Regions from separate parts of the Oryctolagus cuniculus genome. Here region 1 is linked to region 2. Evidence: chromatin contacts called from public Hi-C data. All regions are on one chromosome and are shown on one strand. Each heading gives the region's core, a stretch centred on a gene start, on an enhancer-like site or on the middle of the called end of the contact. The rest is flanking DNA. Distances are from core to core; before and after follow the strand shown. Region 1 overlaps GTF2F2 (general transcription factor IIF subunit 2). Region 2 holds the start of KCTD4 (potassium channel tetramerization domain containing 4).

Region 1 (6,527 bases), core at 3,201-5,700, 59 kb after region 2:
TTTCCCTTTATCTTTTTTTTAAAAAAAGATTTATTTACTTATTTAAAAGGCAGAGTTACAGATAGGCAGAGGCGGGGGGTGGGGGGTCTTCCATCCGCTGGTTCACACCCCAGTTGGCTACAATGGCCAGAGCTGTGCTGATCTGAAGCCAGGAGCCAGAAGCTTTTTCAGGGTCTCCCACACGGGTGCCGGGGCCCAAGGATTTGGGCCATTTTCTGGTGCTTTCCTAGGCCACAGCAGAGAGCTGGATCGCAAGTGGAGCAGCTGGGACTTGAACTGGTGCCCATATGGGATGCTGGCACTGTAGGCGATGGCTTTAGTGGCTACACCACAGCGCCGGCCCCACCCTTAACCTTTTTAAGTGGTTTGTTTCAACCCTTTTCTTTTTTCATCTTTACTTTTTTCAGATTGAGGTAAAATTTGTGGTGACTTTAGTAATATAACCTATTGAGTCAAGATTTTCCTTAAGTTATTATATAGATAAGAGCACTACCTGAGACAGGTATCCAGTAAATGAAACTAGGTATTTATTTACAGATAAGATTTGTATATTTACTTAATTTTCAATCAAGTAATAGGCCACAGAACTTATATTTAATCTGAAAACGCCATTACCAATAAAATCTCCTTTCCTTTGATTTTTTAAAAAATGTATTTATTTATTTGAAAGACAGAGTTATGGGGTGGGGAGAGAGAGAGCCAGAACCGAAGCCAAGAGCCCGCAGCTTCTTCCAGGTCTCCTACGTGGGTGCAGGGGCCCAAGGACTTGGGCCATCTTTTACTGCTTTCCCAGACCATAGCAGAGAGCTAGATTGGAAGTGGAGCACCCAGGACTCGAACTGGTGCCCACATGGGATGCCAGCACTGCAGGCAGCAGCTTTACCCACTATGCCACAGCTTCAGCTCTCTGCGTTATTTTCAAAATAAGGTTTATTCATCATTTAAGAGAGAGCACTAGCCCCACAAATTAATCTTTTTTTTTTAAGGGAAAGGGTTTATTGGTGGGGGAAACCCAACAGACCAGAGGGAAGGGACGAAGAAGGAAAAGAGAGAAAGCAAGAGAGACAGGGAGGGAGAGAGCCATGTGTTCAGGAACAGGTCCTCATAAAACTTTGCCAGGGGGCGGGCAGGGAAGTAGGAGCAGCGAATCCCATTAGGATATGGGTGGAGCTGACACCTGTGGTTGGGTCATGTGGTCATGTGGCTTCCAGCAATGGTGGCAGGGGCTAGAGCCTAGAATGGCGTCCAAGGTGTAGATTGCTCCATAGATAAGACTACACCATTTTACTAACATTCCCCCCTTTTGTTTTTTATAAAGTAACAGTTGTATGGGATTACATTAGCTTCAAAAGTCCAGGAGGGGTAGAGGGCCGATGATCTGTCTTTAGAGCTACTTCCTGCTGACATGGGGTGATGAGGTATTCTCTGCTGGCATGGGATGATATCTCAAGCCGCTCCCACCAATTAATTTTTTTAATCCTGGTAGAATCTTTTAAAATGTCCCCTTAGTTGGCTTCCCCCCACCCAAAAACTTTTTTATTTAAGGAATACAAACTTCATGCTTTTCATAAATACAACTTTATGAATATAATGATTCTCCCCACTGTACCCACCCTCCCACTTACACTCCCACCCCTCTTCCTCCTCTCCTATTCTCATTCTTATTTTTTTACTAATATCTATTTTCAGTTAGCTTTATACACATAGATTAACTCTGCTAAGTAAAGAGTTCAACAAATTGTATGAAAAAAAAAAAAACTGTTCCTCAACAGTCAAGACAAAGGGCTGTTCAAAGTCATTGCTTATCAGAGTGTTAATTTCACTTCTATAGATTATGTTTTAGGTGCTCCGTTATCACAGATCAGGGAGAACATAGGGCATTTCTCCTTTTGGGACTGGCTTATTTCACTAAGTATGGTATTTTCCAGTTTCATCCATTTTGTTGCAAATGACAGGATTTCTTTTTTTTTTTTTTAAGCTGTGTAGTGTTCCATGGTGTATATATCCCATAATTTCTTTACCCAGTCTTCACCTGATGGACATTTGGGTTGATTTCATTTCTTAGCTATTGTGAATTGAGCTGCAATAAACATGGGGTTACAGATAACTCTTTCATATGCTGACTTCATTTCCCTTGGGTGAATTCCCAGGGGTGGGATGGCTGGGTCATATGGTAGGTCTACATTCAGATTTCCCCTCAGTTGGCTTTGTCTCCAGCAACATTGTAGCACTGTAATGCAGAATTTAGTGATAAATGGAATTCACATTCAGTTAATACAGTTTAATCAGTAAATTCTTCATCTAACTGGGTCAATACCTGGGTTCCAAAAAGAAAAAGAACTAGATTTTACATAGTCTGTTCCTGGAGACCTAAGTGATCTCCCCTCACACCCATCTCCCAATCCATCTGAGCTGCCTTGTCATTCTTAATCATACCCTGTTTCCTCTGTATTGGTATGTTGAAGCTCCACGATAATGCAGAGGGAAGAAAGAACCATATGAATAAAGGATTATGATATTATAGGGTAAAAGTCATATCATTACAGCATGTGCAGTGAGAAATATAAATCTAAAGGGTTGTGTTGCGGAACCAGCCAAGGTTGCCTGGTTTTGCTGCTACCTGGTGACAATTTCAGCCTAAAGGATACAGTTTTTCCAAAAGGGCTATGTCCTTTTACCCTTTAATCATTAGGTAAGCCAGTTGAGGCCAAAGCTGGTTCCTGAATTTATCCGTTTATTGTGATGTGCACAAAGGCAGAATACACAAAAATAAAGCAAAAGGAAAATATTGAAGAGGTTGGCAGAAATAGGTAAAAGGAAATTACTCAAGCATGGAATGCTGGGAACAAAGTAAACTCCATGCATCCGTGGAGGCAATTTTCCAAATAGCACGGGAAGACTCACCCCCCCCCAAGGTAATGCGCAGTGGTCCCAGATGCTGTCACGCTGTCAAGTCATCAGCCACAAAGTAAGGGGGTTTTGACTCCAGCAGAGCCTCCAATGTCCAGTTCCCTGTCAGAGTGAATGCTTGTACGGGATGGAGTCACAGTGAGCTGAAGGCCCTAGTATTTATTACCCCAGAAAGTGTGTGATCTTAACTTCCAGTTGTCAGCCTTGGAGAAAAAAGTACAGTTATCAGTGTAGCTGTCAGTCAGCCAGGGTGAAGTAGCAGGCCTCTTTGCTGTCAGCCAGCTGCTTGGCCAGTGACAGCTTGTGATATGAAGTTCAAAATGGAGTTGGTACTCTCAAGGCATGGTCGCATTAATCGTAATTAAAATACCAATAGACTTAGATTCACAAGGAGCAACACACACCACAATAGGGGCGAAGCTGTTAGGGAAATTTTCTCTGAGAAAATGACATTTGAGCCTAGTCTGAAAGCAAGGGTGGAGAACATCCAGCCCGCAGGCAGTGTGAGGCCCAGAAGGTCTTTGGGTCTGGTCCTGCCAAGGCAATCACAGGCGAGACTTGAGATTATTACTGTATCTCCTGTTGCTTTGTGCCTACTCCCTTGCTAAGCTAATTTATTTGGTTAGGGTAACATGGAGTTAGGTTGCAGTTTGAGACATCCAAAGTGTTTGATCCCCTCTCCCCAAAATTCTGTAAGATACCATGACTAGACACTGTGAACCTGATTTTGTTATGCTGCTTCACAAATGGACAGACTTGAGCTCATCCATTCTTACTGCTGCAAGGGTTAAAGGTGACATCTATTCTGAGCACTGTACTAGATTACCATATGAGGGTGAAAGACACTGAATTTGTACACTTACCTTTCTTAATGATTTGGATTTTAACTCTTTTTAGGCCTTTCATTTTCTCTGCCTAGATTATAGCCAAGCACACCAGACTTGAGATCGAGAGCTCTTTTTCTCTTGGGCTCTCAGTATGCTCTGAGCAATTGTTCTTATCGTGTGTGACCCACTGCAGTACCTCCACAATTGTGTGATTGTGCAACAGGGTCTTAGCCAGTATTACAATAGACCATTCTGTGGAATTTTACAAAGATGTCAGTCTTGGCGCCTACACTGAGAGTCGTTTGTGCCTAACCCGTCATTTTCCACTTATGAATCCTGTTCAGTTAGAAAGTGAACAGTGTCCCATTTTTAAAATGTGACTCGAAGTGGCAGATGGCAGACGTGCGTATTACCTGGGTGTCTCAAGCGCCTTTGTGCTTACTCATTCACATGGGCCCTCTAGTGAAGCAGGCTGAAGAAAGGTGTGGGAGGCCGGCAAGCCGCCTTGGGAAACCCATTGTTCATTTGGTGCAGTGCTGCCACCTGCTGCCTGGCTGCTGGAATGGGACCTGCGTAGTTCACAGTGGAGGTCGGCTGCACGGTTTCTAGGTAACAGCCTACCCCTAACTGAAGGACCTTATGGACTGTACAGCGTCACAGCAGTCCGTGTCAGGTGGCGTTCGGTTTTGTTGGTAACAAGTTTGCTCCAGCAGTATTGAGGCTTGGAGACTGGATCCACACGCCAAGGACTCACGGTCCTTACAGAGTGTCAGAGCTAGGAGGATCCTTAAAGCAGACATGGTAGAACTCGAGTGTAATTAAGTGAGTCACTGCAAATTCCTAGGCCCAACGTGGGACTGACTTCATAAGCTTGCCGTTCTGAGGCAGGCAGTCTAGCATTGTATCAGAGAAGGACACTGCCCTAGTATTTTTTTAGGCAAGAATGTCTCAGCCATTTTTCTAATCAGTGCCTGATTTCAATTAATGAAATTAAATCTTCCATCAATGGGATGAGTCATCATTATGTAACTGTTTCTTTGCAGCGTACACACAAAATTTATTGTTGGGTTGTTTCTGTAGGGGAAAAAAATCCACTTTTCAGTTCTTTCCCAGGAAGGAGGTAGTGTGATTTATACTGGCCTTACTTTCCAGCCCTGGGCACTGGCAAGCAAAGGTGGGGTTTTTACAGTGAATATGACCAGCATTGCCGTGAACACAAGGGTACTTCAATAAGTTTGTGGAAGTGGAATTCAAAAGTAAGTTTACTTCGGTGCACAAAATTTTGAAGCCCACACACAGTTTGTAATATTCATTTTTTATGAGCTTTTTGAAGACTCCCACATATGATGATCATTTGGTGAATGTCTTGAAATTTCAGGGGGCCTAAAGTATCATAACACAGATTCTTCCCTTTGGAAGAGCCACGCACAGGAACACTGCAGCTCCCTGGATTGTAGTAGGTCTCAATACTTACTCTTCACCCTGTCTTGATCAACTTGGCCAGTGCACAAATAGTAAGCAGGAACCCCAGTGTTCCTCATTACACAGAAAACACAAGTGGCCTGGTAGCACATTGGAGAGCCCCCCTGAGAGCTGAACATTCTGGGTACCTGTCACATGTTTGCTTCCTTGAGCTTTACTTTCCCAAAGATCTGAGTCCTTGCAGCCACTAAACTCAGGGGAGGTTGTGTTTTCTAAGTTTTCAAGTTGCTGGTGTTCCAACCCTTTCATGTAAATAATTTATGCACTTAATGTTTTGCACGGAAAGAATCAAAAGGCAGTTTTGTTTGTATAGAAATCTTATTAATAAGCTTTCGGATCATCATTTTTATTACTCATAAATGTGCTTTGGTAGATCATGCTATTTTAAATTTGGTTTCTTTGTCATCTCATCTGTTGGGTGTTTTCGTTTTTGTTTTTAGGGCTACCTGAAGGAAATCTTGAAAGAAATTGGTATTCAGAATGTAAAAGGGATCCACAAAAACACATGGGAGCTGAAGCCAGAATACAGACACTATCAAGGAGAAGAAAAGAGTGACTAAGCGGACTCTGGGCAGGCTGGCTGGTGGAGCCCGTGCAGGGTGACACTGAGGCCGCAGCGATGATTCTGGAACACTGAGCGCCTGTGTCAGTAGCAGTAACATGGCTGGTACTTGGGTTTCTCTTGGTCAATTTTTCAAACCTCTATTTCTTATAAAGTTTCATAAATTTTTTTGAGAAGAAAATTTATTTATAGACTTGTATCAAACCAGATTATCCATGACTAGGATAGGGTTGGGGATGAAAAGGATTTTTCTTTTTAAATGATTACTTTTACAATGTAAAATTAGGAATTTGTTTTCTAAATTAAGACTGTCCTTCTTCTATCTCTGAGGAACAGAAGTAATGCAGATTCGAAGAGAGGAAAGTCAGTTACTGAAACTATTAAGAAGAATAAAAAGCCAAAGTTCCATATTCCAAAATTGCTGGAGAACAACCTTTTTTTAAAAAAAGGGGGGGGTGGTGGTGGAATGACCGTGTTTCATACTCAAACACATATTAATAAAAGGAAAGCATTGAAGTTTGTAGTGAAATGTCAATTTTCATCCTTAGTTCATTGTACTCTACTGATGTCGATATGAGAAATGGACAAAAACCTGCTCAGTTAAGTTTTCTTGGAGCCAGCATTGTGGCATAGCAGGTAAAGCCGCCACCTGCAATGCAGGCATCACATATGGGCACCTGTTCAAGACCCAGCTGCTCCACTTCTAGTCCAACTCCCTGCTAATGGCAACCCACATAGGAGACCTG
Region 2 (7,177 bases), core at 2,927-5,426:
ACTTTGAGAATTTAAACAGGTCCTTGCCTTGGTATTAGCCTAGCCTGCAGTCAATTGGGCCTAATGCCTAACCAAATTCTGGCAGAACCTTCCACTATGAGGTAATGCTGGTATCCTACCATATGCATTATTAACTCATTTCAGGCCATTTGGAGGAAATCCCATCTCTTCCACCCACTCCTATAGGGAAGTGAGGTCCATGTCACCACCATTATCTACATAGGACATCATCATCATAGATGCTTGCTCCATATATTCGCCAGAGATGATCTCATGTCATAGAAGGAAGTAGATTTTACCAGGAAGGGATCTCCCCTAAGTGGAAGATATTAGATTTCATTATTCCCCAAGATTAATAAACCACTCCTCCATGGAATTCAAACACTCCTTTTCATGCCTTTGGAAAGAACATAGTACTTCTCTTTCTGCCTCTACCAAATGATTTTTGTTGTTTTCACCTGATTGTGTCTGTGCCTATCTTTTCAATGGATTAGTCCCATGACCTTAGAAAGAAAGTAAAAGCAGCCACAGTTGGAGAAACACCTTTAGTTTTTACTGTATCCCAGTCCTGAACTTCCTCACATTTTCAAGGTCATTGATCTGTGTTTTGATCTTCCCTCTCTTTTCACAAACTGAGTTTTTCTTTCCCTTTTTTTTTTTCTTTTTAACATGGGACTGGCTTCTTCACTGCCTCCTGTTAATAGCATTGAATGTGAGAAACATTCATTTTCATAGTCAGCTATGAATATTTTACATTAGCCTTTGTGGTTTGTTTAAAAATAAAAATAAATTATACCATGGAATGTATTGATGTATTTTAGGAATCAGGGATTTTTGTATGTACTCCAGTTCTTTATTTTTTGACAGGCAGAGTGGATAGTGAGAGAGACAGAGAGAAAGGTCTTCCTTTGCCGCTGGTTCACCCTCCAATGGCCGCCGCGGCCGGTGAGCTGTGGCCGGCGCACTGCGCTGATCCGATGGCAGGAGCCAGGTACTTCTCCTGATCTCCCATGGGGTGCAGGGCCCAAGTACTTGGGCCACCCTCCACTGCACTCCCTGGCCACAGCAGAGAGCTGGCCTGGAAGAGGGGCAACCGGGACAGAATCCGGCGCCCTGACCAGGGGTTCTAGAACCGGTGTGCCGGCGTCGCAAGGCGGAGGATTAGCCTAGTGAGCCGCGGCGCCGGCCTGTACTCCAATTCTATTTGAATGGCAAAACCTCAGTTTCATTTTGAAATACAAAATTCATCTCGTTAAATGTTGCCTGGAGCTGATATGGTACTAACACAAGCACTGTGTCAGCTACCTTAGGTAACTGACCACAGCATCTCATAACTATGTGGAGTGCTTGGACCTTGCTAGGACTCTTTGAACACAACCTCTGGTTGAAGGTCAAGTGACTTTCATTCCAGTCTCATGAATGCACTTGTGTAAATATTTTGTGGTGTTGAACTGAGTCTTCCTAGAAGCCCAAGAACCTTGGCTGCATTAGCCAATTTGTTAGCCTCATTTGAGGAGTGTAGACAAGAAGAAAGCCTTGTTTGTTAAAAGGAGCACAAATTAAAATGACAGACTAACCAAGAAGTTTAGGTAAAATTCCATTCCTCATTACTTTGCTTTTCATTACAGAGGTAAACTTGACAACTTATAAATCATAGTAACTCATATTTTAAATGCACTTTGGGACGTGAATGTTTCAGGGAATCTTATGTTTTATAATTTTTTAAGCAGAAGTCACACTTTAAATTTTTGTAATAATCCTTTTAAGTGTGGCCTATGCCTTATTATTCACTGGGAATTTTTATTGTAACCAGATGAGCAGAACACTTGTGTGTGCCATCAAATGAACACTGAAATTATAATGTTGCATAGAGCTCATTTTTATAGTGCCATTTGCAAACTGAAGTTTTCCCATCTCAGGGAAGGAGATGTTTTAAGTTAATAACCATTATCTATGATCTCAAGATGAGGGACATGCCTGAAGATGATGGTGTTCAGTGACCAAAGAGGGTCTCTTCTCCCCAATGCTGTCCCCTCCCATTGTTCCTTCTGTTGCTGTCTTCACATCCTCTGTGTCTGCAGGGGGAGAAGGGAGCCTGAACAGACGTAAAGGCTATGTGACTTATGGGACAAATGTGCTTTCTTATTTACAGAGTAGAGCAGTTTTAAATTAGGGACAGAGAACTCGAGCGTATTTCACATTTTTTTTCATACTTGATGTTTCTGAAATTGAAGTATGTCAAAATGATTGGCTTGTCAAAGTTTAGTGGCAGCATTTTATGTTTCTAATGATACTGTGAATAATGGGGAATATTACAATTGATGTCATCTTTGAGTTAATGAAATATTTAGGCAGCCCCGTGAGCTCTTCCCCTCATGTCACAAGAAAATGAAATTTAAGGGGAGAGGAGAACGGAGGGAGGGAAGTGTGTGTGTGTAAAGGAGGATGAAGAGAGACAAAGAAAGAATTAAAGTTATCTGTGGAGGTTATACAAATGCTCCACAACACAGTAAACACAGAATCTTTGGGAGTGGGCCCAGTGAGGAGTGTGTGTGTGTGTGTGAGTTCAGCCTGCGGCGTCGGCACACCAGGTTCTAGTCCCGTTCGGGGCGCCAGATTCTGTCCCGGTTGCCCCTCTTCCAGGCCAGCTGTCTGCTGTGGTCCGGGAGTGCAGTGGAGGATGGCCCAAGTCCTTGGGCCCTGCACGCGCATGGGAGACCAGGAGAGGCACCTGGCTCCTGCCTTCGGATCAGCGCGGTATACTGGCCACAACGCACCGGCCGCAGCGGCCATTGGGGGATGAACCAACAGCAAAAGAAGACCTTTCTCTCTGTCTGTCTGTCTCTCTCTCTCACTGTCCACTCTGCCTGTCAAAACCAAACAAAAAGTGCCCTATTAAGGAAAAGGATGAGCTCAAGAAAGGGGATTGATCTCAAGGATCAATGGTGGGGTTGAAATCTCTACCCTTTCGTTGTGAGGGTCTCATAATTTCAGAATATCTGGAAAATCATAAAGAACTAAACTAGTATATGGGATGACTACTGTTACTAGTTAAACGTGGGAAAGAGACCAAGAGTTACGAAGGATACAAAATCAATGGAATTTGTAGCATATTCAGCTGAGTTAATACCATTAGCTGGTCTGTAAGTGTTTCATGAGTACTGAGTCTTCAGCTCTGTTGCAGTCTTCCTAAATGCAGGGGTCTTAAGTTCTGCTGTGGACTTGAGCGCTATTTGATCAAAGTAGCAGTGTGGTATAAGTCAGTGCTCCAGGAGACATGAGTTTTCCAGAAGGATGTGTTTCCTAATGCTTTAGGTATTTTTATACATCCCCCTCCTTGTTTCAAGTGTTACTTTACTGCAAGATGGAAATTACAAATTTAAATGATAATTTGTTCATCTTTAGACAGCAAGCTTTTTTTTTTTTTGTATTTATTTGACAGGTAGAGTTATAGACAGTGAGAGAGAGACAGAGAGAAAGGTCTTCCTTCTGTTGGCTCACTCCCCAAATGGCTGCTACGGCCACAGCACACTGAACATAGGAGGGGCCTTCAAAATGTTCATGGAAAAGGCACAGTATCTTTTAATCCTAGTCCTCCATAAACATTTTGAAACCTCATTATATTTCTGATTTGAATATTATTATGTGACTGATCATTCATTACCTTTGAGATCATCAAATGCTAACCCTAAAGGGTTAGGTTACTTTAATCTGATCATCATCTTTTATTCCTAAGATTCTTGAAAAGTAAATAGAGATAAGAACATATTTGCATATTTGAATAAAGACCAACTTCTATATTAATACTAGGATAGGAAGTTTGCCTATCTGGTTAAAATGCCAAGTGGCTTGTATTAATAGGCTTCATCTGAGAACCACAGGGTAGCAACAGCAGAAAACTGTGAAGAAATTGCCTCATGTGTAAAGAAAGGAGACAATTAGAAATGAAAAATGGTTTACCTTTGAAATGCACTTCGTCTCTGGGAATATCTCTTGTCCTTTTCCTGAGAGTGTAGACACAGGTGGGAGATACAGAAGAACCAGGGGAGTACTGCAGTCTTGAGGATCACCCCAAAATCTTGGCTGCTAACACCCTTGGTCTCTTCTACCTGGAGTCCAGTGAGCTCTTCAAGGCCTCCACATTCAGCTGGGTGCAGAGTGGGAATGGATGCCTCTAGCATCCTGATGCCTGTGACTTCCTGACATGCCTGATCTCATTGCTTACGTGCCAGTGCCAGCACCAGTGAGCACCCTTCCTGCTTACTCACTGCTTGTGTCACCTAGGAATTTCCTTAGCAGATGAAAAGGGCTATTCAGTCATTTCGGTTGTCCCAAAAAGAGTACATCTCAAGTTCAAATGCAGAGTAGGAAGATTCGGCCTAGAACAACATTTTGACCTTTTTCACGTCTTGGGCAGTTTTTTAATGTTTTGTTGTTGCTGCTGCTCTGAGAAACAGTTTCCCTGTAGTTTTTGCTCAAAGAAAATTTAATTATATTGGCTCCCTTAGAATGTACTAGAGCAAACAAAATAGCACCAATGAAGTAATCAAACACCCTCAGTTGGAGAGGAAGGCCAATGTTTTTGTAGTGAAATACAAGTAGAGAAGATCCCACAGGTTCCAATGGCTTCATTATATAGATGCTGTGGCACAGAGATGTGAATTTACTTCTGCAAACTAGCGCTAATTAGTGACAGAATCATAACTAGAAGCCTTCAGTTATTTTTATAAGATGTACTTTATGTAACCTGTGCTTTAAAATTTTCTGAAACTAAGTGATAGGAAGTACATAAACAATATACCATCACCAAAGGTGTTTGTACTAAGATTCTTTTGTTTTCAAGTAGCAGAAACCAGTTAACAAGCCAGGCTAGACAAAGAGGAGAGGTAGGTATGCCAGAATTTAGAAAGGAGCCATGAATATTTCCTGGAATCCAAGAAGTATTGAAGAAATGGCCAAGTGCTGGCCCCATCCTGCTTTAATATTTAATTTTAAAACTTATAAAAGTACATTTAGCTGCTGATTACATGGAAGACAAGGCCTTTGAGTATGGGGTGCTGAATGACCATCTGCTTTTTCTTTCCTGGAAAAATTAAACCCATAATTTAGTTTAGATTTTCAGTTTTGGTTGCTTCAAAAAGGAACAAGAACTTAAGACACTATGAAGCAACACAGGTGCAGATCTTTCTAGATTCTTATGTTTCTCTTCCTGTCTCTGCTTATCTCACACATACCTAAATTTTTTCCGGCAGTTTATATCAAGTATTAACAAAGCTTACCCCCTCACTTATACTCATAATTTGATGGGCTTATGTGTTATATAATAGAATTGCATAAATACTGAAACTAGCATAAACAAGTTCCAGCCTAGTGTGAGCAGAAGCATGTGGGAGTACCAGAGATTGACCTGCTATCCAGTATCGTATGGCAGGCTGTGGGCATCTGTCCCTGTGTTTGATATTGGGGAACGGAAAGCCTTCATTAGCATGGAAAGGAGTTCAGTGGAGGTGTATCATAAATGCTTCTGCTGATTTAAAATTGTCTACTATCTGTATGCCTTTTTACCATCCAGCTAGACTAGGAGCTTTCAAAATGTGGTCTGGGAATATGAGTAAAGGATGCCTGAGACCTTTTCATAATTACATTAAGCTGTTTTCATGCTCATTCTCTAAAAGTTTTCTAGTTTTCATTTCTAATATGGTAGATTTTAATAGCTAAAAGTCACATAAACAAAAGCTCGTTAGGGCTTGTCTGAACTTTTCATTTTCTTTTGAAATGAAATTGAGATTTATTGTGTATGCTCTGTAGAATGGGTGTGTCAGCCTGTCTATGAATATTTGCCACAGACATTTGAGAATGGCTGCTCTGTGCTCTTGAGGGCAGGAGCCATGTTGACTTTATCCTTGTTGTTTCTAATGTGCTCTTGAGTTACTTTTACAGGATAGCCACTTATTAAGTATTTGATAAATGTACAAGAATTAAAAGGTGTATTGTCAAATAATTATGTTCTTTCAAATGGGGTCAACAAAGTAGTTTTAAGTAAGCATTCCTATTTAATGAATAGGATCTATATTTAACAGCCATAGTAAGCAAGTGGGTGCTTTTAAAATAAAATGTAATATTTAATATCTTTCCCTTAAGATTGTAAGCAATATTTTGAAGAAGAAAAGAAGTATAGTTTAGTGTAAAGTATATGAGAATGTGTTTCTTTGGGGGTTTAAGAAGCATTTGAAGGTTTTTTTGTTTTTTTACGATTTATATATTTGAAAGGCAGAGTTACAGAGAGAGAGAGGGAGATAGAGATCTTCTATATGCTGTTCACTCCCCAAATGGCCACAGCAGCTGGGGCTGGGGCTGGGCCAGGCTGAAGCCAGGAGCCAATAGCTTCATCTGGGTCTTCCACATGGTTGCATTGGCTCAAGCACTTGGGCCGTCTTCCACTCCTTTCCCAGGTGCACGAGCAGGGAGCTGGATCAGAAGTGGACAGCTGGAACTCAAACCTTAACCCGTTAAACCACAATACTGGCTCCCATTTGAATTGCACTCCAGGTCTCCTGCATGTGAGTGACAGGAGCCCAGTTACTTGGCCTGTCACCCTGCCTCCCAGGGTCTGCACTGGTGGGAAGCTGGAATCAGGGGCCTGAGCTGTGTATCGCCTCAAGACCTGTGGTGTGGGGTGTAGGCATCTGCATTTCCAGCTAAATTCCCACTCCGGTTTTATTTATTTGAGAGGAAGAAAGAAAGCAGTGATGTGGGGTTATTTAAGAGCAGCCAATTGGTGAGAAAATTCATTGCTGATGATTAAGACTTTTCCTTTTCCTGGAGTAGCATTTGAAAGTGATTTTTGGTTTGTAAAGAAGGTGTGATGAATAGAAAATTACAGTTTGAGGGAGTGAATTTTACTGCTTTGTGTGAGTGACCTTGATTCAGTCGTGAGGAGACTGGCAGCCGGGTTAAAATGTCAGCTGCTTTGGACCTGCCTTCTGCCCTTTTGGGTGCCATACGGAAATGCTGACAGCAGAGAGTTTTCACTAAACAGTAAATTCAGCCTGTCCACCTGGAGTAGGTAATGCAAAATAAGTGGGGAACAGTCACAAGTGATGGTAAAAAGAAGCTCTTTTCATATTCAGCATTAATAAACACATGCATGTGTGACTAAATTGTGTTCAGGAATAGT

What was found. Hi-C and Micro-C count contacts between places; a contact is called where the count stands out from the background.
Region 1: a Hi-C map of liver shows a contact between it and region 2, with 3 times the contacts expected there. The contact joins the enhancer-like site here to the promoter of KCTD4 in region 2. A contact is called at or near these places in 2 of 6 Hi-C or Micro-C datasets (ear pinna and liver).

What each region holds. Positions count from the first base shown.
Region 1 is chr9:64,385,276-64,391,802 of mOryCun1.1, forward strand. GTF2F2 (general transcription factor IIF subunit 2) reads left to right here. Exons shown (of 8, transcript XM_002712960.5): 8 at 5,660-6,527. The coding sequence ends at 5,779. Among named protein-coding and RNA genes, the nearest start is that of SLC25A30, 57 kb to the right of the region's middle. Within about 2 kb of position 4,451, at least 1 of the 8 cell types and tissues checked has an H3K27ac peak or open chromatin away from gene starts, as enhancers often do.
Region 2 is chr9:64,326,749-64,333,925 of mOryCun1.1, forward strand. It overlaps KCTD4 (potassium channel tetramerization domain containing 4), which reads right to left and starts at 4,177. Exons shown (of 2, transcript XM_051850044.2): 1 at 3,961-4,177. The region is part of intron 4 of GTF2F2 (general transcription factor IIF subunit 2); the gene reads left to right.